Regions from separate parts of the Mus musculus genome. Here regions 1, 3 and 4 are each linked to region 2. Evidence: chromatin contacts called from public Micro-C and promoter capture Hi-C data. All regions are on one chromosome and are shown on one strand. The core of a region is the stretch at or near the end of the contact, and the rest is flanking DNA. Distances in the headings are between cores, read along the strand shown. Region 1 holds the start of C920009B18Rik (RIKEN cDNA C920009B18 gene). Region 2 holds the start of Aldh8a1 (aldehyde dehydrogenase 8 family, member A1). Region 3 overlaps Sgk1 (serum/glucocorticoid regulated kinase 1). Region 4 holds the start of Raet1d (retinoic acid early transcript delta).

Evidence for each region. Promoter capture Hi-C pulls out the DNA fragments that hold promoters and counts their contacts. Hi-C and Micro-C count contacts between places; a contact is called where the count stands out from the background.
Region 1: a promoter capture Hi-C map of embryonic stem cells shows a contact between it and region 2, with 6 times the contacts expected there. The contact joins the promoter of C920009B18Rik here to the promoter of Aldh8a1 in region 2. A contact is called at or near these places in 2 of 39 promoter capture datasets (embryonic stem cells and hippocampal neurons) and 1 of 115 datasets of contacts at active chromatin or transcription factors (astrocytes).
Region 3: a contact with region 2 is called in a Micro-C map of granulosa cells, with 2.2 times the contacts expected there. The contact joins the enhancer-like site here to the promoter of Aldh8a1 in region 2. A contact is called at or near these places in 16 of 39 promoter capture datasets (the 3T3-L1 cell line, 3T3-L1-derived adipocytes, the C10 cell line and 9 more), 3 of 484 Hi-C or Micro-C datasets (the 3T3-L1 cell line, the AtT-20 cell line and granulosa cells), 3 of 115 datasets of contacts at active chromatin or transcription factors (VIP interneurons, astrocytes and pancreatic cancer cells) and 3 of 9 other capture datasets (embryonic stem cells, liver and macrophages).
Region 4: a contact with region 2 is called in a promoter capture Hi-C map of embryonic stem cells, with 20 times the contacts expected there. The contact joins the promoter of Raet1d here to the promoter of Aldh8a1 in region 2. A contact is called at or near these places in 6 of 39 promoter capture datasets (the 3T3-L1 cell line, cranial neural crest, embryonic stem cells and 2 more).

Annotation. Positions count from the first base shown.
Region 1 is chr10:22,303,846-22,309,906 of GRCm38.p6, forward strand. It overlaps C920009B18Rik (RIKEN cDNA C920009B18 gene), which reads left to right and starts at 2,937. Exons shown (of 3, transcript NR_015465.3): 1 at 2,937-3,019; 2 at 3,322-3,453; 3 at 4,860-6,061. It overlaps Gm26740 (a long non-coding RNA gene), which reads right to left and starts at 2,537. Exons shown (of 8, transcript XR_003948845.1): 1 at 2,389-2,537.
Region 2 is chr10:21,373,953-21,380,058 of GRCm38.p6, forward strand. It overlaps Aldh8a1 (aldehyde dehydrogenase 8 family, member A1), which reads left to right and starts at 3,348. Exons shown (of 7, transcript NM_178713.4): 1 at 3,348-3,526. The coding sequence starts at 3,389. Gm33803 (a long non-coding RNA gene) reads right to left here and starts at 806. Exons shown (of 3, transcript XR_380156.3): 1 at 611-806.
Region 3 is chr10:21,923,665-21,929,633 of GRCm38.p6, forward strand. It overlaps Sgk1 (serum/glucocorticoid regulated kinase 1), which reads left to right. Exons shown (of 14, transcript NM_001161845.2): 2 at 4,678-4,887. Among named protein-coding and RNA genes, the nearest start is that of Gm46215, 44 kb to the left of the region's middle. Within about 2 kb of position 3,252, at least 1 of the 459 cell types and tissues checked has an H3K27ac peak or open chromatin away from gene starts, as enhancers often do. A contact at or near this core is called in granulosa cells, where this site is marked.
Region 4 is chr10:22,357,658-22,363,300 of GRCm38.p6, forward strand. It overlaps Raet1d (retinoic acid early transcript delta), which reads left to right and starts at 4,237. Exons shown (of 7, transcript NM_020030.2): 1 at 4,237-4,252; 2 at 4,614-4,704; 3 at 5,031-5,148. The coding sequence starts at 5,058.

The DNA.
Region 1 (6,061 bases), core at 1,687-4,186, 930 kb after region 2:
AAAACAGAAGAGTACCAGTGTCACCCTACCTGTAAGTAGAAGTCATAAAGTTTCAGAATGCATAATGCAAAGGTTAACGTGAATATGCAACTGTGCCGTTGCTGCTGGAGGCCTCACACCCCCTCCTCCGTGGTTGAGAGAAGTTCAAAAACAAAGAAAAACGGAAATGGGTACAAAAGACCCAACCCTGAAAGTGAGTCTGCCATATACAGGTGAAAGGATGGTTAAAATGAAATGTAAAACAATAAATGATTACATTCAAATAAGTAAGGTTTCTAGTCAACCACATTAATGTACACTCTAAAAAGATATCCAGGACTAAGTAACCTCTCAAAAAGAGAAGATAAAAATGTAAAGATAAGAGAATAATCTACAAAAGTAGAAAGCATAGATACAATAGAAAAGAAAACCAGAGAAGGAGAAACAACTCAGTGCAGACCCTGGATCCTTTATCCTTGGAGACCCCTGCCCTCATTAAGACATCCATGAGCGAGGAAGGATCAGTGGTACCCAAGTCAGTAAATGTGATGCACCACTTGAAGAGAATGAAGGGCATAGTTTCATGATCCCTCAAGGAATGCAGAAAAGGAGGTCAAAAGTCTACATACTTTCTAATGAAGTCTGTCAGTATACTAAGTATGGAAAAGCCTGTCCACACACACACATACTCACAAGACTTATAATGTAACACAGTGAACAACATAATTAACAAGGAGAGGCTGAGCCCAGGAAGATGCCCACGCTCACAACCTGAACTCGAAATGGCACTAGAGTCCTTGCTAGAGTAATTGCCTAAAAAAAGTAATGAAATGCTCCCAGACTGGAAAGGAAGAAGTTAAGGAGTCCCTCCTCCCATATGACGTGACAGTAAAGTTAGAAAACGCTGAAGAGCCCAACAAAGTGAAATTAGGAGTAATAAATCGACTATAAAGTTGTAGAATTTAAAAAAATCAGCAAACAAGAAAATCAGTTGTATTTCCACACACTAATAACCAATGATCAGAAAATTAAGAGAGCTGTTTAACTGTCAGTAACATCAAAAAGAATTAAATACTTACCAAAAACCCAGCCAAAGTGGTAGAAGATCTGGGTTTGCAAAACTGTCAACAAAGACAAGACATTGCAGGAGACACATACTGAGTTCACTGATTACAAGGAATATTGTTATAATTGTTTGATTGTCATACTAATCAAAGTCATCAATTGACTGTATGTAATTGTTAGTATTCTCCACGTGGGTGGGGGAAAACATGCTCATACTGAAATATGATGGCCTTCAGAGAGTCAACAGAGTTTCTAAGTTTTAGATTTATGTATTTTACTGTATGCTCACAAGTGATTTGTTCATATGTAGATCTGTACACCACTGTGCTGTGGATGTTTGTGAGCTAATAGCTGGACCCACAGACCAAATGACACATAAGCAACTACTTGAAAACAGCTGGGAGCACTCTAGCAAGAAGCTCAAAGGACAGAGAAGGTGAGTGACTGTGCTTCATCAGAGTGTTTCCATAGGAGAGACATGCTCACCTCAGTCAGGTAGATCAGCCTCAGCATGCAAGAGGGACAGCTGCTCTGAGTTCCCTGCAGGAAGTCCCCAAGCCAATGTGTGGGGACTACATAGGGGGTCTGTCAGACTCAACAGAGGCTGTCATTAGCTGTGGCTCATCCCACACAGGCAAGCACTGAGCATCCCAAGTTCTTTACCTGGAATTACCCACAGTTGGATGGCACCAGTGAATCTTCACCCAGAGTTAATCTCTGTCCTATATATTTACACATCCAACACCCCACTACAGATAGACAGACAGACAGACAGACAGACAGACAGACAGACAGGCACATTTCTCTCTCTCTCTCTCTCTCTCTCTCTCTCTCTCTCTCTCTCTCTCTCTCTCTCTCACACACACACACACACACACACACACACACACACACACACACCCCTTAACAAACATACAGTTCACAGCCAAAAGCACACTAAAAAGGCCTGATTCACACATGTTCTGTCAAGGATTTGTACGTTTCTCCGGCAGAAGACTGTTCTGCAACAGAAAGAAAAATTTCCTTCATTTTTGACTGATGTACATGAGTGTTTTTCCTGTGTATGACTACATCATGTTTGTGCAGTGCCCATGACAACCAGAAGCCTGAATCTAATTCCCTGGAGCTACAGTTACAGACAGTTATTATTACCCAGGCATTGTGGCACATACTTTGAACCCCAGCACTCTAGCGACACAGGCAGTGAATCTCTGGTTTCTTGGCCAGCCTGATCTACAGAGCAAGTCCCAGAACAGCCAGGGCTACACAGAGAAACCAAACAAAAGAGAAGAAAACCTGAGGGTGGGCGCTGTTGTAGGTGCATTGGGAATCTGATCTGGGTACCTGAAAGGAGTTGCAGGTCCTCTCAACCTCTGAGTATCTCTTCAGGCCCCAGAAGACAATTTAAGTGCAAAAAAGTTTTTGATTGCAGAACTTTCTACAAGGTCTATGGTTCTAGTGTCACAGAGCTAAGGGGAAAACCTCAATCTTCCTTCCCGACAAGCGAGTAATTGTCTTCAAGAGAGACTAGAAGGAAGGAAATGGGGCTGTGAAGGGAGCCTGCCTATGAGGGGAGGGCAAGAGTGGCAAGCAATGGGGCAGGAAAGAATCCGTGAGTCTGTGCCAGGGGGTGATGAAGAAGGGACTTGGAGGGGCAAAGAAAGAGTCTGAGATGGAGAAGAAAAGAGGAAGTGAGGGAGAGGAGTCTGAAGGACTGAGGGAAACAGGGCGTGTCTCAAGCTAGGGGAAACTCCTACAGGCAATATTCAGGGCCACCTACTTTGATGAGCTCATGCTAAGTGAGGACCTCCCAGAAGTGACGCTGTGCATGGGGCCTGGCACCGGATGGGGACTGGCCTGGTATAAATTTCTCTCACTCTCTGGTTGCAGGCCTCAGCAAATCAAGGTGAAGGCACCCACTTCATCCTCTGTTTCTTTACTCTGTTCCCAAGGGACTCTAAAGGCCCAGCTGCTGGTGAGTGAGATGAAGGGACGGTGGGGTGTGGGAGCCCTACAAAACAGTCACCACCCCCAGAAACCCTGGAGTGACATGGGCCTTGGTCCCTGGAAGGGATGATCAGAGCATCAGGTTCCTAGAGAGATTCCCTGAGACCAATAGGAAAAGATGGAGCAAACATACATATAGTTCACAGCCTAATCCACAGCCTGGATTTTCTTCAGAATTCTCTGAGCAGTGTCCTCTGCCTGCTGGGAGTGTGTGTGTGTGTGTGTGGGGGGGGGGGGTTGGTACTGTGGAATCCCCCATTCTCTCTGCAGCTCCAGTCACACCATAGGCAAGCAGGGTCTGAGGGAAGACCATGGCAAAGGGAGCCACCAGCAAGAGCAACCATTGCCTGATTCTGAGCCTTTTCATTCTGCTGAGCTATCTGGGGACCATACTGGCAGATGGTGAGTACTCAGGGTCTACAGGGAGGGGGTTGAGTAACAGAACATGGACCTAGTTTAAGTCAGGAAGCTCACATCTGGGCTACAGGGAAGCTGCTAGAATTCTCTTTCTTTCCTTCAGTGACTTGGCACCTTGGCTCTCCATAGTTCCACACCACCCGGTCTTCAGTGGTTTGAAGAAGGAAGTCATGAAAAAGTTATGGCAGGGATGGTGTGGGAGGAATTACATGGATAAATTGCACAGCCGGCAGAAACAAGCATCTGGTGATGCCCCCGACACCTGGTGTCTGCAGGGAGATTAAACCAGTCACCAGACTGGATATACTGGGGACAATGCTAGAATGTAAGGCAGGCTATGCTCTGAAGACTTCCTTCTCCTTGGATTCCTCCCAAGCCCCACACAGGGACTTCTTTGTCCTTGAACTTTCTTTCCCACCATCCTGTGGTACTTCTAGCAGGTCACAACAGGTACTTTGAGGGACAAGGTAGCCACACCACCCACTTTCTCACTTTTACTCCCTACACCCCTGTTTTTTTCATCTCCTCCTTTCGTTTCGATGTTTTGTTTTTAGGCAAGGCCTCACACTACCACTCTCACTGTAGAATCAGAAACAATCCCTTGTCTCTTGTGTTCAACCAAATGCTGGGATTACAGGTGTGTGCCACCAGGCTCAGCTTCAGTGTCTGTGTGACTCTTCAGCCACCAGCCTGCTCTCCCTTCCCTACCTTTCTAGCCTTCCTCACTTTTCTATCCACTGAGTGTCTTTTAGACCCTCATGTAGCAGACGGCAATCTCCTGCCCAAAGACCACTCATTAGGAGCTGAAACACCTTGTCCTCTGGAGGCCCCTGGCAATGATTCTGGATGGGGACCTATGGAAACCTCTGCCCTTGTTCCCAGGCCCCATGTAATCTACCTCCTGGCTAGATAGCATCAGATAATGGTGTTCATTAGGCAGGAGTGGCTTCTTTAGTTCTGTAAACGTCAACACTAAGTTTTTATTCAGTCTGGTGGGCCTCACTATATTTCTAGTTCTGCATCAACTACTCAGTTCTGCTTTTGGTGTGACAGTGGCAGAAGGCAACAATCTGATGGCTGAGCAGCAGACTTGTCCTCAAACCTAGATTAGGGTGTTTCCCATGGACCAGTATTGGTGCCCATCCCCCCAGAGTGTCTTCAAGAGTATTCTGATAACTACATCTTTTCCAGGCAGCACTGGGTTCTATGCTGCCTGTGAATCTGGGTCAGCTAGAAATAACAGAAGGAGGTCCTGGGTTTAAAGGTCTTTTGGTCTCTCCATGGCTGTCCAATGCATTCTTTGGATCCCATGGGGCACAGAGGACTCTCCTTAAAGCCTGAAGTGCTTGCCCAGGGAGAGGTGGAGAACTGACCTCAGTCTTTTTTTCTAGGTGAGAGAAGATGAGATAAGATTTACAACCATCTGGAGAACACTAGATGCTCTGTCAGTCAAGAGTCCTTGTCCCTTTATCCTAGGGAGCTCTGAACACATGAGGGACCTGTTGATTTTCTGCATCAGTGTCTCAATTCTGGATACCTTGTCTGACTGTGATATGTCCATCTAATACCCTAGTGGGAAATAGCTCATCTCATGATGCCTTCCTGAGGCCTGATGGTACTTCCAATAGCCCGCAAACCAAATGCCACTCTGTCCCAGAGCCCATTATCACCTCAGGATCCAGGCTGGCTTCTACCCAAGCAAGGTGATGCTCCAATTACAAACTGCTCTGGGCCATTTCCTAGGCTTAACTCCTCTTGCTGATAGATTGTTCCAGGCTATGGAACACTAGAAGGAAATCCAGTCTTGCTCCTCATGGGTGTATTATCTCAGAATGCCTTCAACCTACAAGAATAGAGATGAACAGGTGTAACTGAGACTCTGTGACCTACAAATACTTCAATTTTGACATCATTGCTGTATTAGTTATTTTCTATTGCTATGATAAAACACCATAAAGAAGGAAGATGTTGTGGGCAGATAGCTTCAAAGGGACAAGAGTCCATCACCATCACAGCAGGGAGCACAGCAGCAGGCAGGCATGATGGCTGGGGCAGCGAGCTGAGAGCTCACATCATAAACCTCAAGCAAGATGCAGAGATGGAGAAATGGGAATTGCATAGGTTTTTGGGTTTCAGAGCCACATTCCCAATGATCCACTTCCTTAAGTAAGATTACACCTCCTTAATCTATCTAAACAGCTGCTACCACGTGGGTAGTCAAAGACCAGAGCCTATGCAGGAGAGTTTCCTTTATTTTTATTTATCTTTTTATGAATTATTTTATTAATTTACATTTCAAATGATATCCCCCTTCCTGGTTATACCTCCACAAACCCCTCATCCTACCCTCCCTCTCTTCTTTCCCCTTTGCCTCTATGAGGGGTCTCCTCCACCCACTCATCCACTCCTGCCTCACTGCTCTAGCATCCCCCTATGCTGGGGTATCAAGCCTCCTCAGGAAAAGGGGCCTCCCTTCCCATTGATGATATAAGGCTATTCTCTGCTCCATATGTATCTGGAGCCATGGTTCCCTCCATGTATACTCTTTGGTTGATGGTTTAGGTCCTGGGAGCTCTGGGGGGTTCAGTTAGTT
Region 2 (6,106 bases), core at 2,098-4,597:
GGCTCAAATAGGTTTTAAGCCTCCTTCCTTGGAGTGGAGTGTTGGCTGAAGAATTAAAAAGCTGGTCAAAATGTCATATGCCCGTATTTATTTACAAGGTAGAGCTACAAGCAAGAAGCTATTAAAATAATGCCAGGCATGATTTACAAAGTTATTTTCTGGAGCAGCGGCTCTCCACCTTCCTAATGCTACTATCCTTTAATACAGTTCTGTGGGTCAAAAATGGGGTTCTTCATCTGCTGGGGGCCGCTGGCTCGGGGCTAGGGCTACTAGGCGAGGCTGGACACAGGAAGTTTCACTGTGCGCACCCACACAGAACTACTGGGTGGGCGTCGGGCCGTGAGAAACCGCAGGACCCGGCTCTGGGGTTGGGAAAAGGTGCAGTCTGGGGTCCCCTCGGACCTGCCAGAGTTAGGCTCAGATTTTCCGGCACCATAAACGCCACTGGGCGCCATGGAAGAGCCGGTTCTGGGGTCCCTGGGCCACACAGAAGCCAGGGATGTCAGGTTCTCAAGTCAAGAAGAGCTGAGAATGGGTGGGGACCCTCGGGCGGACCCGGGAGGGGGACCAAAGGGAAAAGGGCAGGGAGGAAAGAGCTCTGAGAGGTTACCGTGGGGATGAGAGTCCTAGGCTTGCTCAGTCAGTGGTTTGGGTTGGCCGAAGCCGCGGCTGGAGCACAGGGAGGCCTCCCGTGAGAGGCTCTTTAGGGGAAGGCCTGCTCCATTGCTCCAGCATGGTGGATCCCGATGAGAAGAGTCAGTCCATGGTTTTAAGGCCTTTATTGTACAAAGGCAGAGAGAGGGAAAGAGTAGGGAAGCAGAGGCCAGCCATGAACACGTGGAGAGAGGGGACAAGGGAAGGCAGAGAGAGGGGGAACAGGGGAGAAAGAGTAAGAGCAAGAGAGTAAGAGGTAAAAGAACGAGGAGGGGGCAAGCAGCTCCTTTTATAGTAAGCTGGGCCACGCTGGCTGTTGCCAGGTAACTGTGGGGAGGAGCATACCTGGCTGCCAGGTAACTGTGGGGTGGAGTCCAGACAAGAACCAGGAGCCTGGGGTATTGCCTATGATGCCACACACCTGTCTGCAGGGGGCTGTGGGAGACTGTTATGATCCTAGAAAAGCACCGGTGTTTGAGGAATTTAGTCCCGGAAGGCATCCTTTAAGTCTGCTTTGGATGGCGGAGGGAGAAAATATCATGTTAATTATGCATCCAGGATAGGCAGTAACAGTTTGTCTATAAAAGGAAACTGGTTGTCAATTAAGGACTGAAGGATGGTAATCAGCATAGTTGATTTGACCTGTGGACGTAGATTAGATGACTTTTGAACCTTAAAGGAAATGTAAAGTGAGTTGAATAATTTTTTGGTAACACATGAATGCTAGGGAGAAAAACAAACATTTAAATAAAGAAGAGAGAAAATTGTGGGTTGAAAAGCACAAACATTGTTACAGGTGTTCCTGTTAGGAGAACTTCTAAGCATTTAAACAAACCCTGAAAACCTTTGGCTTCAGGTGTGTTTTTTCTTTGGTGGGCTTAGGTGGAGGGGCGAGGGGCCTGCTCTGCCATGAGGTGGTTGTGTGCTCTGGCAGATGGGTTCCTGTTTTCCCCATTTGTTTTTTCTTGGAAAGCAGAAGGAGATGAAATTCCAATCTTAAAGAAAAGCTCAAAGGAACAAGCACAGAAGTTTCATAGGGCCGTAAGGGACAGAGGGAGTGGGAGGCAGCCCCCGTAGTTCTGTTCTGTTTCTAGCCGGAAGCAGTGGTAGCCTGCTGGCCAGTGTGAGAGGGTGAATTCTGCCTTTTGGCCTGCAGGGACCTTAGGGAATGGCGTGTTGGCTGGCAGGCCGAGGAAACAGAGTTCAGGGCAGGTGCTGCCATTGGAGGAGTCAGCTCCATAGGAGCCCTGTTGTGGGGCTGGGGGACGGACAGAGAGTAGAGGCAAGATTTGGAGAGTGTAGCTCAGAGTCAAAGGAGGAGGGGGAAGAAGCTGGCCAGGAGGGAGGGAGAGAGGGAGGGAGGGAAAGACAGAGACAGGGAGGGAGGAGATTCATGGTCAGTAAGAAATTGAAGATGCTCTCTTTACATTTTAAACATTCTACAAGGTAGAAATACAGAGAATGGAAACACAGCAATACAGCAGCCAAAACATTTCCACAACTGGTGAAAGACAAAGCCAGTGGTAGAAAAGCAGCCTCTTCCAGTCACGGTTAAGAACAAATTCTCACCAAATGCACTGTGGTGAAAATGGGACGCCAAAGACGACAGACAGCCGTCAGTAGGTGGAGACGTGAAGTACAGGAAGGATGGGGAGATAGCAACATGGAGAACAGAAGGAACAAGACCTTCAGAGGGTTACTTGCAAAATACAAAACAAGCGCTATGATGCACAAGAGAGTTTGGTTATCCATGGAGCCTCAGCAGAGTGAACGGTGGTGTGTCCTGTCCTCTCAGAGGCCATGTGCTGGTCTGTTCAGCTGTGACAGAATAACTGAAAATCGATCACTTGAGAGAACCTGAATTCTTGTTGTTCTGGAGACTGGGAAGCCCATGATGTTGGTGTGAGGAGATTGTGTATGGTAAATATCCCCTGCCTCTGCCACTTCCTCACCAGGCAGGGCAGCTGTGCTCCTGCGGCAGAAGGCACAAATGACCCATAGCCTGTTTCGAAGGCACCACCGAGGCCGTGAGCAGCACCTTAACTCCAGGAGTGCCCACTTAAACACTGCCACTGGAGGGTTAAACGTGCCCGAATTCTGAGCGTTCAAACCACGGCATTGCCGGGTAGTGAAGACGGCTCCCTTGCTCCTGTGGCCAGTCCCTACAGGGACATGGATGCATCCTCCTGAGATGGACTCACAGGCTGTTAGGTGTAAATGTAGCTAAAGTTTCTTCTCATTTCCTGTCAGTACTTGAGTGTTCATGTGTGACCTTGGCCACATTGTGTAACCTTCCAGAGGCTCAATGCCTTCCCTAGAAAGGAGGAAGTAAGGATTGCTGCATGGGACAATATTCTGTGGAGCCAATTTTCTTTATGCTTTGCACTTCGTGTTTAAACAGTGGGCACTTATGGTGCAGTGCCGATAAAATCATCTCACACACACACACACACACACACACACACACAGTTGATATGAAAGGACAATCTGAAGACATTGTACATATGTAACTTGATGTTAGTTTAATGCAGTGCCCATTTCTCAGAATGGACCATGAGTTGCCTTCAAGAACCATCCGAGTTTGGAATCAGGAAAGTTCTGAAGCGCAGCGGGTCTCCTCCTCCCAGGTTCGGATATGCAAATGAGGACACTGGGCCTGGGGGTGAGATGAGGGTGTCCAAAGTCCTGAGGGCAGTCACAGAGGGCTGCTGTACACAGAGGGCACTTTCCTAACATGGCTGGAAAAAGGGAACTTTTGATGTTGGAGAACTTTATAGGTGGGAAGTTTTTACCCTGTAACTCATATATAGATTCTTACGATCCATCAACAGGGGAAGTTTATTGCAAAGTTCCAAACAGTGGGAAAGAAGAGGTAAGTCTATTCACTTGGGAAACTAAAACGTATTTACTGTGTTGACAAATTGTAGACAACCATTTTCTAAAACTAAAGGGGAGAGGATGAAGGAAAATGTAGCATTTTATAAGGTAGTTTATCATATGAATGGACTGGTCTGAGCTGGAATGGCTCTGAGTTTACTATGTTCAAGAGAAAGTTGTTAGCTGTGGGAACAGTGGTTTTAATGTTTGTAATTCTCAGACAGATTGTAATAGTTATAGAGAACTCTTACGATATGAAATGCATCCTTCTCTCTACAAAGTGCCCACTGGCTCCATGGGTTTATAAAAATAAATCTTGAAAACTTAAATTGGGAACAAAACAAAAGCCCAGTACTTTATTTTAGACCATCATCTGATAGTTCCTCATATCTCTGAGAATACCCAGTCTAATAAAGCCAGTTATTTGAGTAATGAAGCTGAAAATTAAACTCTCATGTCATTTCATTAAACTTAACAACTTAAAAAATGAGGGTTCATGTCCCTTTCTCTTTCCTTTTTCTTTCTTTTCTAGTTATGAAGAATTAAGTCACTTGGGGAATTTTGTAAAATGCTTGAGATATATTTAATGTTATGAATTATTGCACTGAGAATAAAAAATGTTTGGTGTGCTGAGTGACTGATGTGTGTGTGGTTACCAAATGCAAACCGCCCATTGTTTATTCTTTTCAAGGCACAAACAACTCGATTATAATATAATTCCAATCTTCCTATATAAATATATCTTATATGCCAAGTTTTTTCTTCAAAAATTCAACTTTTTTTCTTCACTGGTAAATTTTAAATCTGTCTTCTAGAGGAAAAAAACAACTTTAGACTCTGTACTAAAGTTTAAGAATATTGGGTAACTTGTTAGTTACATTGTAACCAGCAATTTTGCTTGCTTCCAATGACCCAAACTGCATGAGACCAAGGCTTCTCTTCTCCATCTCCTGGTGTTTCCAAAGTGAGGAGATGCAGGTGGAGTGTGGTACCGGCTGGCACTTCTTCAGGAAATAGAATAAAACATATTTGCTTTTGCTTTTCCAGTAATATGTATGTTTTATTTTCTCAGCAATCCAGTTTGCAAATATTTTGGGTTCCACAAAAGCTGTGTCTTTGTTGATTTTACAAGATATGTGCCGAATTTTGGGCCTGTGTGAGTGTGTGTGTGTGTGTGTGTGTGCGTGCTTGCTCGAGCGCGCTTGCTTGCATGCAGTGCAAACTGAGATAGTACAACCTGTAGACTTAATCTGAACCATACAGGAGGGCAGAAAAGCACTCAGATGCATTCTGAGTGCATCACGTTTTGGCCACAAGAGGGCATCTGCTTATTTACCCTGGGAGCCCCACACTCCCGTTCCAACAGAAGCCTCTATCATGGGTAGGGCGAGGAAACTTATGCTATAACAGTGGTTCTCAGCCTGTGGGTCAAGACTCTGATGGAGGTCAAAAAGATCTTTTCACAGGGGTTCAGCACTTGGGGTGTAGAGTTAGGAGATGAGCTAGTCACTTCAAGTGCCAGGGACAGCCGTAGGACGTGATCACACAGTGAAGACTTGACTTTATAAACTGTCAGCTCTTAATTAAGAGCTTTGGAAGTTTGACACATCTAGACAACTTTCCTATCCCACACTAGATAAAAAAACAATATGTTCTTTGGGAAATGATTGAGAATTCTCCTCTTTTAAAATTAAAATCACTCTTTCCAAATTACTTGAAGGCTGCATTTTAGATGCCTTGGTAAAGATTGTGCGTGCTCCTCTTCCTGACCCCCAGCTCCTGTCTATGGATTTGACTCTGAGTTTGCAAGTTGAGCATCTGACCTACCTTAGAACTACATGCTGCTGGTGTGGCAGTGTGTGTGTGTGTGTGTGTGTGTGTGTGTGTGTGTGTGTGTAGTGGCTGCCTCTCAATCAATCCCTTTGAGATGTAGCCTCAGCCCCTCCTAGATCCCCATTCAGCCCAACTGGCTCAGGCCATAGTTGCTTTCTCTGTAAAAGGAAAAGCTGCCCGGGTGAAGGCAGCGGGCTGCACTTTTGTCAGCTCTGCAGCTCTCTCGGTGGTGGAGCAGCTGTAGCTTGCTCCATTTAGTGCAAAGAAGGATGCAGCTAGCATGTGTCTGCCACAGCTGGCTGGCTACCCTTCACCCAGCAAAGGAGAGCTGGTCACTTGCACTATCACTGCTACAGACACCTTTTATTTTAATGGCATGAAAATAAAATGTTCATTTCTCTGGGATAAATTCTGGGGAGGGTGTTACTGACTAGCAGGGCAGTGGGTGGGGGGAGGGTGTGTGTGTGTGTGTGTGTGTGTGTGTGTGTGTGTGTGTGTGGCTGCCTAAGAGGTTTGGCACTGTCCTGCTCTGCCAGAGGGCCCCACCTTTCTCATTCCCACCAGTAATGGATGGGAGGTCTCCTTTCTTAGCATCCTTCCCAGTATTTGAGATTGCCAGGTTTTTGTTTTGTTCCCCCCCCCCCCACTTCTTTTTGTGGTTCTGGGGAATCAAACCGAAGGCATTGGGCATGCTAGGAAAATGCCACTGAACCGCACTAGCAGCCCAGAACACAGTGGCGGC
Region 3 (5,969 bases), core at 2,002-4,501, 550 kb after region 2:
CAGAGCCATTGTGGCTGGTCTCTGAGGATTCCCAAAGCCACTCACAACCCTCCCTCCACCCAAGCAATTCAGCTCCCGCTGCCCCCAGGAGCGCAAGGGGCGGGCTGTAGCTTGAATTCCCTAGGGGCCTGATGGAGAAGCTCTCAGCTCAGCAGTTTTAAAGGGCACCTTGCCCAGGCTGCAGGGCTGGAGAGGGAGTCTATGACTGTATTCACATCTCACACCCCAGCCACTCTCCAGGGATTTCTGAGGCTAAAGTAAATACCATAAACTCTGTCCTTAATTAAGGCCCCATAGCTACGAAGCTAGCGAAAATCGAAAATCGTCAGCAAGGAACAGGAGAGAACATACTGAAGTCAGAGTGAAGACTAAACCAAGAAAAAGCATGCAGCCGTTTCCATTCCTGCTAGAAAATGTCGCTTTTGTGATGTTTTTCTCTAATACCCCTGAACAAATAGATTACTTCCTTCCCTAGCTACACTCTCTGCAGAGAGGCGACCATATTCTCATTAAGGTCTGGAATGGGTTGATTTGTCAAAAGTCTTGGCGTCCGAGACCCATCCTCACTGTGCCCACAGCAGACTGATTTAAAACAGCAGACACGTCTGCTCTTGGCACATGCGCAAATCGTAGATTTCTCTTAGCTTCAGAGAAAGATGCGCAATGGATTCAAAGAATCAACACTGGGCAGATAGAGGACATACAATTCCCAAATAAATCCGTAACAGCCATCGAGGACACACACTTTCCAAATAAATCCGCAACAGCCATTGTTTTCTTTTGCTTTTCTGGCAGCTGTGGTTGGCTCTCCATCTCAAGCTTCCGTGTTCGCTGCCTGGCTTTCCCCACCCTCCACCCTCCCAAAATGCAGACCTGGGGACTCGCCCACTCATGTGACACCTTGTAGCCACAGTTCCACCTTTACTGCCCAGCACTGGCCTCAGGTTGGTGGAAACAGGGGCCTTCAACCCTGGAAGAACCCTGCTTCATGTCCTGTCTTATATATTAACACCTCAAATTATAATTCAGTGTCTCTTGTGAGACTATGCCGGGGCCTAGCAAACACAGATGTGGATGCTCATAGTCAGCTAATGGATGGATCATAGGGCTCCCAATGGAGGAGCTAGAGAAAGTACCCAAGGAGCTAAAGGGATCTGCAAACTTATAGGTGGAACAACATTATGAACTAACCAGTACCCCGGAGCTCTTGTCTCTAGCTGCATATGTATCAAAAGATGGCCTAGTAGCCCATCACTGGAAAAATAGGCCCATTGGTCATGTAAACTTTATATGCCCCAGTACAGGGGTACGCCAGGGCCAAAAAGTGGGAGTGGGTGGGTAGGGGAGTGGGGGAGGGTATGGGGGACTTTTGGGATAGCATTGGAAATGTAAATGAGGAAAATACCTAATTAAAAAAAATTATAATTCAGTGTTCGTAGCGGCAAGGGGAGATTTACACTTTCACACTCCAAGAATAATTGTAGTCAGACCCTGCGACTTGTGAATAAAATGGAAGACAGATCAGCTCACATCTTGTACCTCATCCCTGCAAAGCTAAATAGACTTGGTAAAAGGGATGGCAAGAAATCCAGAGGAAAAAGATTAACTTCAAATTGAAGTTTGGAAATAAAGCAGGAAACGTTACCAGCTTCAAGCTTAAAGCCAGAAGAAGAAAAAGAAGAAGAAGAAGAAGAAGAAGAAGAAGAAGAAGAAGAAGAAGAAGAAGAAGAAGAAGAAGACGAGGAGGAGGAGGAGGAGGAGGAGGAAGAGGAGGAGGAGGAGGAGGAGGGGGAGGGGGAGGGGGAGGGGGAGGGGAAGGGGGGAGGGGGAGGAGGAGGAAGAAGAAGAAGAAGAAGAAGAAGAAGAAGAAGAAGAAGAAGAAGAAGAAGAAGAAGAAGAAGAAGAAGAAGAAATATTTTCCATTTGAAATAAAACTTAGTAATTTCTAGGTTGATCAGAAACACATTTGAAAGGCTAGGGCCGTAGCTAAGTGGTAGGGAATTTGCCTAGCATTCAAGGGGCCACAGAGGCAATCTACTACTGCTGCCTAAAACTCCAACACAAAATCACACTTGAGACTAGATCAAGGATAGAGATTCTATTCTAGTCCCAGAATCTTAGGTTTTAGACTGCACTCATGAAACAGACAAACTTCTTTCTTTTATAATGCTGGGACCAACCCTTACACAGGAAGAGTAAGCACTCTGCACTTGGCTGTACCCCTAAGCCTTAATTAAACATTTTTATTTCTCCTTGTGTATGCGTATATGGTGTGTTTGGGTGTGTCTGTGTGAATGTATGTGCCTGTGTAGGTGTGCCTGTGTGAGTATGCCTTGTGCGTGCAGCTTGTTGAGTGTGCCTTGTGAGTGAGTGCACTTTGTGAGTACATCTTGTGAGTGTCTGTATGAGTGTGCCTTGTGAGCGAGTGTGACTTGTAAGTGTGGGCACATCTGTAACAAAGCATCCCCGATGGATGACACCTTTGGGCATCAGTTCTTCTTCCCTTCATGCTGGTCCTCTTGCCTCCCAAGTACTGTGATCGTAGGCATGAATACCTGCTAAGACTCCAAAAGTGATAGTTTAACAGACATGGAAAAGAACTCAGGGCTGGGGTACAGCTCAGTGATGGGGCATTGGTATAGGAAGGGTCAGGGGTTGTTTCTCTCACAACTGCTCACGGAGCAGTGCAGGGAGTTTGGGGAGGGGCATGAGGAGGTCAGGAGGGTGGCAAGGGAGGAAAGGAAAGTAGGGACAAAAACCAGTGACAAGGAGAGAAAAGAGATTTTTTCAGTCAGGTATGATGACGTCAGGTATGCTTCAATCCCTGTCCTCTGACAACTAAAGCAAGAAGGAATGTCACAAGTTTGAGGCTACCTTGGGTAATATAGTAAGCTCTCTCAGAGAGAGGGGCACGGGAAAGGAAGAGAGGGGGAGGAGAAGGAGAGAGGAGAATGGACACATCCATAAGGCAAATAAAGAAAAATTTTAAAACACAAATATAAACAAGTAGAGAAATATGGTTTTAATTGCTTAAGAGCCTTTGCAAATGATAAAATTATTCCCTAAGAAATGAAAGTATAGCCCAGAGCAGCAATTATGATGCAACCTGACATTTTTTAAAATGTAAAAGACTGTATGTTGTAAAACAGGAGAAAAAAAAAAAAACCTACCCCTGACTCTAACAGAGATTACAGCTGTGTCTATTATAGTCTAAACATTGTACTGATAACATCCACTGTTATAGTCTTTTGACAGAGGAATGTTGAGATAGGCTCCCAAGTAGCCCACGATGGCATTGAACTACCCGCAAAGCAAAGACTGACCTTGAACTTGTTCTTCCCAGTTGGTAGAATCACACCAACCAGCGTCATCTTCCTCCCAGCTATTGAGACGGAATCTTACTTTGTAGCTTAGGCTGGTCTTAAAGTGTTCCCCCTGCCTCAGGCCCCCAAATGGAGGGACTGTACGTCCAGCTCAAATGTTCCTTACCCATCCTGGCCTGGAGCATCCTCAGTAGCTCAAGCTGGCTCTAAACTTCTGTGTTCCTGCCTCAGTTTCTCAAGTAGCCAAGATAGCAGGAATGAACCAATAAGCCTGGCTACTATTCTTTGTGTGTGTGTGTGTGTGTGTGTGTGTGTGTGTGTGTATTAAAAGAAAAGGCCTTATTCTAGTCTTGTCTGGCCTGGAACTCAACTATATAGACTAGGAGAGCCTTGAGCTCACAGCAATCTAAACTGTACCTCCTGAGATCTTGAATTACAGGCGCATGCCACCATCCCTGTCTACAACCTCACTAAAAAAAAAAAAAAAAAAAAAAAAAAAAAAGTGAGGTTTTATAATAGTGAAAAACACATACTTATCCTTGTCTTTTCCAAGTGCTGGAATTAAAAGTGTGCATCAGCACGCCCAAGTAACCTTAAGGTGTTAAGGTTTATTTTTGTTTCTATGTGGGAGGTAGAAGAGCTCTGAGAGCCCCCTGAATCTGAGGGTACCAGCAGCCGTGAGCCACTCAATGAATGTGGGAGCTGGGAACTGAACTCAGATTTTCTGTTGAAACAGTCCAAATTCCTAACTTGGGAGCCATCTTTCCAGTACCTGGCCTTGGGACTTCTCTTCCTCTCTATTTCCTGCTTCCCATTCCTTCGACTCCTGGACTGGATTCCTAGCTGCACACACACTTATGCAGCTACTTGTCTCTACGCCTTGCCCACCATGATGGATCCCATCTGCTTGTGCTGTAAGCCAAGATAAGCACTGCCCCTTTAAAATGATAATGACTTAAGAATAGAAACACTCTCAGACTGAGGCCCTAGCTCGGTGGTATAGTGTTTACTTAGCCTGCACGAGGTCCTGCATTCAATTCCCAGTGCTGCAAACAATAACAATAGGGCACGATGAAAATGTTGTAACTGTTACATGAGAGATGAAAGAAAATGTTGTAACTGTTACAACACAAGAGAAGTATCATTATCGTAGGCCTAGAATTGATGAGAGGCTTGGGGAGATGGAAGAACAGCCAGCATGGACCGGTTTAGAAGAGATGGATGGAAGGACTGAGAAGCTGTAAGACAAAATTTTCCTCATCGTAGTCTTTGTCTCATCAAATCTCCCAGCAGTGTGCTGTAAAGGACAACCTTAGCAAATGCCTCTCTCTGTTCTCTCCTTCTGCACTCTCAGGTACGAAGATGGATCAAGAGCCCCATGGTCAGCGTGGACAAGCATCAGAGCCCCAACTTGAAGTACACTGGCCCTGCTGGGGTGCATCTTCCCCCTGGGGAGTCAGACTTTGAGGCCATGTGTCAATCATGCCTGGGTGACCATGCTTTCCAAAGGGGGATGCTCCCTCCAGAGGAGTCCTGTTCCTGGGAGATCCAACCTGGGTGTGAAGTAAGTTCTTTATTTTGCTGAGGGCCCGCCCTTCTGGAATTGGAAACCTTTTTCTTGTGTTTGTGACAGAGGTGCCAATTTAAAAAAAGATGTATATTCATAATGCTTGTAAGTAGGAAACACAGCAGCAAGTTTTATTAGACTTTTATTTCATCTCCTTTCTTCTCTTCCTCTTTTCTTCCTTTTTTTGAATTAGGTTCTCGATATGTAATGCTGGTCTGGTCTGAAACTTGTTAGCCTCAAATTTACAGTTCTTCTTCCTCTGCCTTATGGATAAAATTGAAGGTCTGCACCACACACCTGTTATGCTTTTAAAATTATACCTATTTTGGGGGTGTACGAGTGTACATATGTGCATTTGTGTGTGTACATGCACATGTGTGTTTGTGTGGTGTGTGTGTGTGTGTGTGTGTGTGTATATGTATGTATGTATGTATGTATGTATGTACTTGCATATGCACCTTAACACACATATGGAAGTCAGAGGGTGACTTGCATAAGTTTCACTCTCTCCTTTATTATGTGGGTCCTGAGGACTCAGGTCACTGGGCCTTAACCCACAAAGCCATCTCACCAGCCTCCTGTTGTGTTATCTAATTAAAAAAAAAATCAACCTTTAATGTAGCTTGGGACTCATAGAAGTATTGTGCAGAGGTATAAAGATTTTCTATAATTTACATTTCCCTCCCCGAGCATAGCCTTCTCCATTATCAGCATCCCCAGCGGATAGATACATCATTACTCAGCACTGTAGTTTATGTTGGGACTAATGTGTCCTTGTTGGTTTGAGATGGGGACTTATTCTGTATCCTAGGTTGGCCTTACGTTCTCCATCCTCCTTCCTTAGCCTTCTGAGGACTGGGATCATACCCAGGTGCCACTCTACCCAGCTTTAGTTCATTCTTGGTGCTTTGGCAGCTGTGTAATGGTGCACAGTCAGGGGCATGTGCCATCCTGTGCCATAGCATTACTGTAGTAAAAGATGCCCCGTTCATCACTTAATCTTTCCAACTCCTATTTCTCCATGGGTTTGCTTTCCCTGCTAGGGAACTGAACCTTCTTAGAACTGCGTTAGGTTTTGT
Region 4 (5,643 bases), core at 2,987-5,486, 980 kb after region 2:
ACCCTGGGAGTCTGAGGTGTTTAGGGTTTGTAGAGGTTTGGGGAAAAGCCTTGTGGCTTCCCTGGTTTTCCTCTCCTAGTTTTCCCTTTGCTGGAGTGAGTCAGGGTCTTTCCCACCAGGCAGCTTCCCTTGGAAGTACTGAGGATGCTTCCTTGGGGTGCCTTCCCTCCTCTTCCCAGAATGCACTCTGGTTAAAGCAAGAACTCACTTCTACCCAAGGTCTCTCTCATCAAGGGGGCAGGTTTACTGCAGAGGTCATAGACCCTGGAGGAGAACCTGAAACTATCATGTTGCTATAACAATACAGATTCTAACTATAATTTAAACACATACCCATGTGTCCACGGGCAAATGTAGGCATGGTATCCCATGCCTTTAATCCCAGCAGTTGAGGAGAAGAGACAAGAGGATCACTGAAAGTTCAAGGCCAGCCAGATTTACATAGTAAGTTCCTGGACAGCCAAAGCTACATAAGGAGACACCAGATCCAAAGAACAAAAACCAAAATGACAAAATATAAAAAAAAAAAAAGGAAGAAGAGAAAGGTTAAGTGCAGTGGAAAGGCAGAGAGTAGGTGACCTTGTGTGCCAGACATCAGCTGATAAATCTACAAAGTAGCCCAACACCCAAGCCTCAGGGATATTTGTAGGGAAGTGGTGGAAGATTCTCCAGATGCAGAGGACCAGGATCCCGAATGCCACAGTGTCTCCTAGCCATGACAGGGTGCCGTACCCATGAAATGTTTACAATATGGCTGCCTAGGAAAGACCTGCATAATGATCTCACCAGTTACCATGTCACTGTGCATGGGGGACAGTATATAAGGCCCTGTCCCTACTTGTCCCAGTCAGTGCCTGCTGCTGGAGGGAGAATGAGCATCTCCAATGACAAGCTCTCTATAGTGTCATCCAATCACAAGAGGTCAGCAGGAAACCCATGTACATATCAGCACCACTCAATGAACCCAGAAGGCACAGTGTGTTTGTTGTGTGTGTGTGTGTGTGTGCCTGTGTGTGTGTTTGTTGTGTGTGTATTTGTGAGTATTTTATATAAACAATAACAATTAAATGGGGTCCTGAATATGTGAGGGAGTGAGCTGAGAAAGTAGGAGGAGTTGGAGGGGCCAGAAGGATGCTGGAAATGGTGTAATACAATTATCACAAGATTCTCAATATATGTTTCTTTTGAATTTTTTTTTAAAAAGTAGCCAGGTGAATTACAAGAACTATAGGTCCCTGTTTAGTGGTGCCCTATTGTCCCCTGGGGAAACTATTTGACCTGGGAACCAGTGCAAAAATATTGGCTTGAACCTTTGCTCTGTTATCTTTATCAATATGGCCTCTAAGTGTAGGCTATTGAATGTGGAGACTATCAGTTGTGTCAGTATTTAAGGACAAATAGTCATTTGAAATCCAGCCTTCACAGACTTGAAGAATTACCAAAAATTGATGTTGAAATAAGTTTTGACTCAGCAAAGACCCAGGCTTATTAATTAAATAGTTAATCAATTAAATTGATTAAATTAATTAATTAAATAGCCTGACACTCTTAGAAGAAGCCACAAAGGCATTATCTTGATTGAACATAAATTTATGCGATGAAAAAAATAGTTTTCCTTAGTGGCTTTTTATTTGTTTGTTTGTTGCTTGTTTGTTTTGAGACAGTCTCTGTATATGCTTTGTTTTCCTGGACTTTACTTTGTAAGTTAGGCAGGCAACATAAGTCACAGAAATCTGCCTGCCTCTGTTTCTTGAGTTCTGGGATAAAGGTGTGCGCCAGAAGGTGCCACCTCCTCCCTGTTTTTAAGTTGACTTTCACAGATATTCTTGTGAAAAAGTTAAATATACAGTATATGTAATTTTATATATAAAATATATAAAAAGGAATGTATATAAAATATCCTAATTTGGGGTATATATTTATATATATTACATGAATCATATATTTTACATATACATTATATATACATGCATATGTATATACATATAAATATAATATCCTCCTTAGATTTACTATAGCTGTGATGTGACAGCATCACCAATGCTACTTTGGAAGGAAAGGATTTATTTTTGGCTTATACTTCCATATCACTGTTTATCACCAAATAAATCAGGAGAAGAACTCGAAAAGGGCAGGAACCTGGAGGCAGGAGCAGATGCAGGGATAATGAAGGGGTCCTGACTCGTGTCTTGATACTCCTGGCTTGCACAGCCTGTTTCTTATAGCTCCCCAGACTACCAGTCCAGGGATGGCTTCTCCACAGTGGCCTGGACCCCCACCAGTAATCGATCACTAACTAGAAAAGTGCCTTACAGAATTGCCTACAGTCTGATCTTATGGTGGCATTTTCTCAGTTGAGATTTCCTCCTCTCAGATGACTTTAGTTTGTGGCAAGTTAACAAAGACTACCCACCACCATATTTAAAAAAAAAAAAAAGAAATCATAAAACCTGATCATTGACTTCCATGTTTATATGAAAGTATTCTTTTTATCAGCAATCCACCTCTAACTGTTGTGTCTTCTCAGTCTCTGTGGTTCTTCCTCTTGTACTTTCTGTTATAAGAAAGAGTCTTGACACAATTTAGGCTTTTCTCTTCCAGCCTTAAAAGCCTGGATGTCCACATCAACCACTGCTGCCCTCGACAGAGAGGATGCAGCTGGAGCATGATATGTCAGGGTAAATTCTTACTCACTAAAACATGGAAACATCACACCTAAATTGTTTGGTGGCATAGTTCAAGGTTTCTATATATTCACACTTGTATAGAATCAATTTTAAAATAATATGAACTTTTACATACTTATAAGCCAACTAAGATGGCACCCTTTGAAGGATATTATCATGCGAAATTCTTACACAAAATACACTTAAATCTGAGTAAGGCATCGTTATAGGTGCAGCTCACAGCTGGACCCACAGACCAAATGGCACATAAGCAACTACTTGAACACAGCTGGGAGCACTCTAGCAAGAAGCTCAAAGGACAGAGAAGGTGAGTGACTGTGCTTCATCAGAGTGTTTCCATAGGAGAGACATGCTCACCTCAGTCAGGTAGATCAGCCTCAGCATGGAGGAGGGACAGCTGCTCTGAGTTCCCTGCAGGAAGTCCCCAAGCCAATGTGTGGGGACTACATAGGGGGTCTATCAGACTCAACAGAGGCAGTCATTAGCTGTGGCTCATCCCACACAGGCAAGCTCTGAGCATCTTTACCTGGAATAACCCACAAGTTAGATGGCACCAGTGAATCTTCACCAAAATGTCACCTCTGTCTTGTATATGTACTTATCTAATAATCCACCACACACTCATACCCACACACCCCCATACACACACACAAATGAGAACAGATTCACAAATTTGCTTCCAAGGGCCTGATGTAACATTAGTGGATAAATGCATGGGGCTGATGGTATAGCTGTGGACAAAGGATTTGGAAAGTCAGAAAAGAGGAACTCCTAAGAGAAAAGACACCTCTTTGGAAATGCCTCCAGAGGGAGTTCTAGGACATGTGGGTTTCAGATCTGGGTCTCTGACATGGTTACCAACACAGACAGCTGGGGCTAGTAAATGACCCTGTGTCTTAAAGCAACATGCATGGAACCTGTGGATACACACACACGCACACACACACACACACACACACACACACACACACACACACACGGTTAATCTCTGCCCTGTAAGCACACACACACACACACACACACACACACACACACACACACCTTTGCAAATATACAGTGCAGCTGTAAAACAGACTGGGGAAAAAAAAAGTGACTCCCACATGATCTGCCAGGGACCTGGACTTTCCCTATGCAGAAGCCTGTTCTACAACAGAAAGAAAAAGATTCAGTTATTTTTATCTCCATTGCATGAGTTTTTTTTTCTCTGTGTTTCTACACCATGTGTATGCAGTGTGTGCAGAGGTCAGAAACCTGCCTGGAATCCCCTGGAGCAGCAGTCACAGAAGGTTGTGAGCTGCTCGGTGAGTGCAGGAAATCCAACCTGGGTCCCAAAAGGGCAGTGTGTGCTCTTAACCTCTGAGCATCTTTTCAGGCCCCAGAAGAAGCTTCTAATTGGAAGAAAACTGCGACTGCAGAACTTTTCACGAGGTCTTAGATTCCCCTAGGACAGAGCTAAACAGAAAAGCACCAGCATTCGCTGGCGCGAGGGGGAAGAGGGGGTGGGGTTAGACGGAAGGGGCGGGGTTGGGAGGAAGCGGGAGGGTTTGGAGGGAAGAGGGGTGGCGGTGAGCAGAGCTATTGCGGAGGGTGAGGGTAACGGGATGGGGAGAAGGGACTAAGGAGAGTTGGGGGTGGGAAAGCAGTGGGACAACAAATATTTGAGGGTACAAAAGACGTGAGAGGGTGATAGGGAAGGGACAAAATTTCTCTGAGGGAGGAGAAATGAGACAGAGACGGGAAGCACAGAGGGAAGTGAGGAACAGCTGCCTGGGGATCCCAGGCCATCCTAGAAGGATGGTCCAGAGGAGACTGACTTGAAACTAGAGAAGAATCAGGGGAAGTGGCTAGAGCAAAGATTTGTTAACTCCTCTAGGTACTCAAGGCTGTGGGTGTGGCCCCGCATAAATGTTTCAACTCTTGTTGCAGATTTCAGAGGCTGCAGTTCAAGACACCAACTTTTTTCTTTCTTCACCTTTCCTGACACTATTGCCAATAGTCCCTGAGGGCCCAGCTGTTGGTGAGTGAGATGAAGAAGGGACCGCGGGTGGGGCACGGGAGCCTAGTACAACTCTGTCCTCAGGATTTTTAGTTGGTTAGTAGTCAGGTTCCTAGCTGCAACCTCAGTTTGACCCAGTGTGAGAGGGGCCAAGATTTGCAGAGAGGGAGTTTCCAAGCCACAAGGCACAGGAGTGATCCCCTAAGAAATTTAAGGAAAAGTGGATTGGGGAGATGCAGGGTCAGAGCAGAGAAGGCCCTAATTCACAGCCAGGTGCCTGGAACTCTTGCTTTAGTCTGCACTGGGGCTACAGCAGGGGCATGCTAACTTCCCCATTCTCCCTGCAGCCACAGTCACATCTGTCAGAAGAAACCATGGCCAAGGCAGCAGTGACCAAGCGCCATCATTTTATGATTCAGAAGCTGTTAATTCTACTGAGCTATGGATACACCAACGGGCTAGATGGTGAGTTCCCTGGGCCTATATGGTCCAGGGTTGCTGCAAGGAACAGGAAACTGGCTTAAGTCAGTTCCCAGGCCTGGGGTACCAAAAACTCCAGGGTTTCCCACTCTTCAGTCCAGCACCACAGCAACTGGGAACTCTGGCTTTCCATGACCCAGGCTTCAGTGGATTGAAGAGATAAGGGAAAAGTTACAGTGTGGGGGAGGGGCAGGAATGAAGAACCAACAGGGCAGGAGGGTGTACCTGGTGATGCCCTCAGAATCATCTGGGTCTATAGGAAGCCTAAAACCCAGTGACTAGGATTGGGTGTGTTGGGAGCAGTGCAAGACCAGGAGACAGTCTTGGACCTAAGGCAGGCTGTGCTAGAGACTGCCTTCCCAAGGGATTCCTCACAAGCCTTCTGCCATTCACGAAACTCTTTGCAATTGACCTTTCTTCTCACTTTCCCATGGTATTTGTCCAGGAGATCACAACAGATGCTTCCAGGAACAAGGAAGC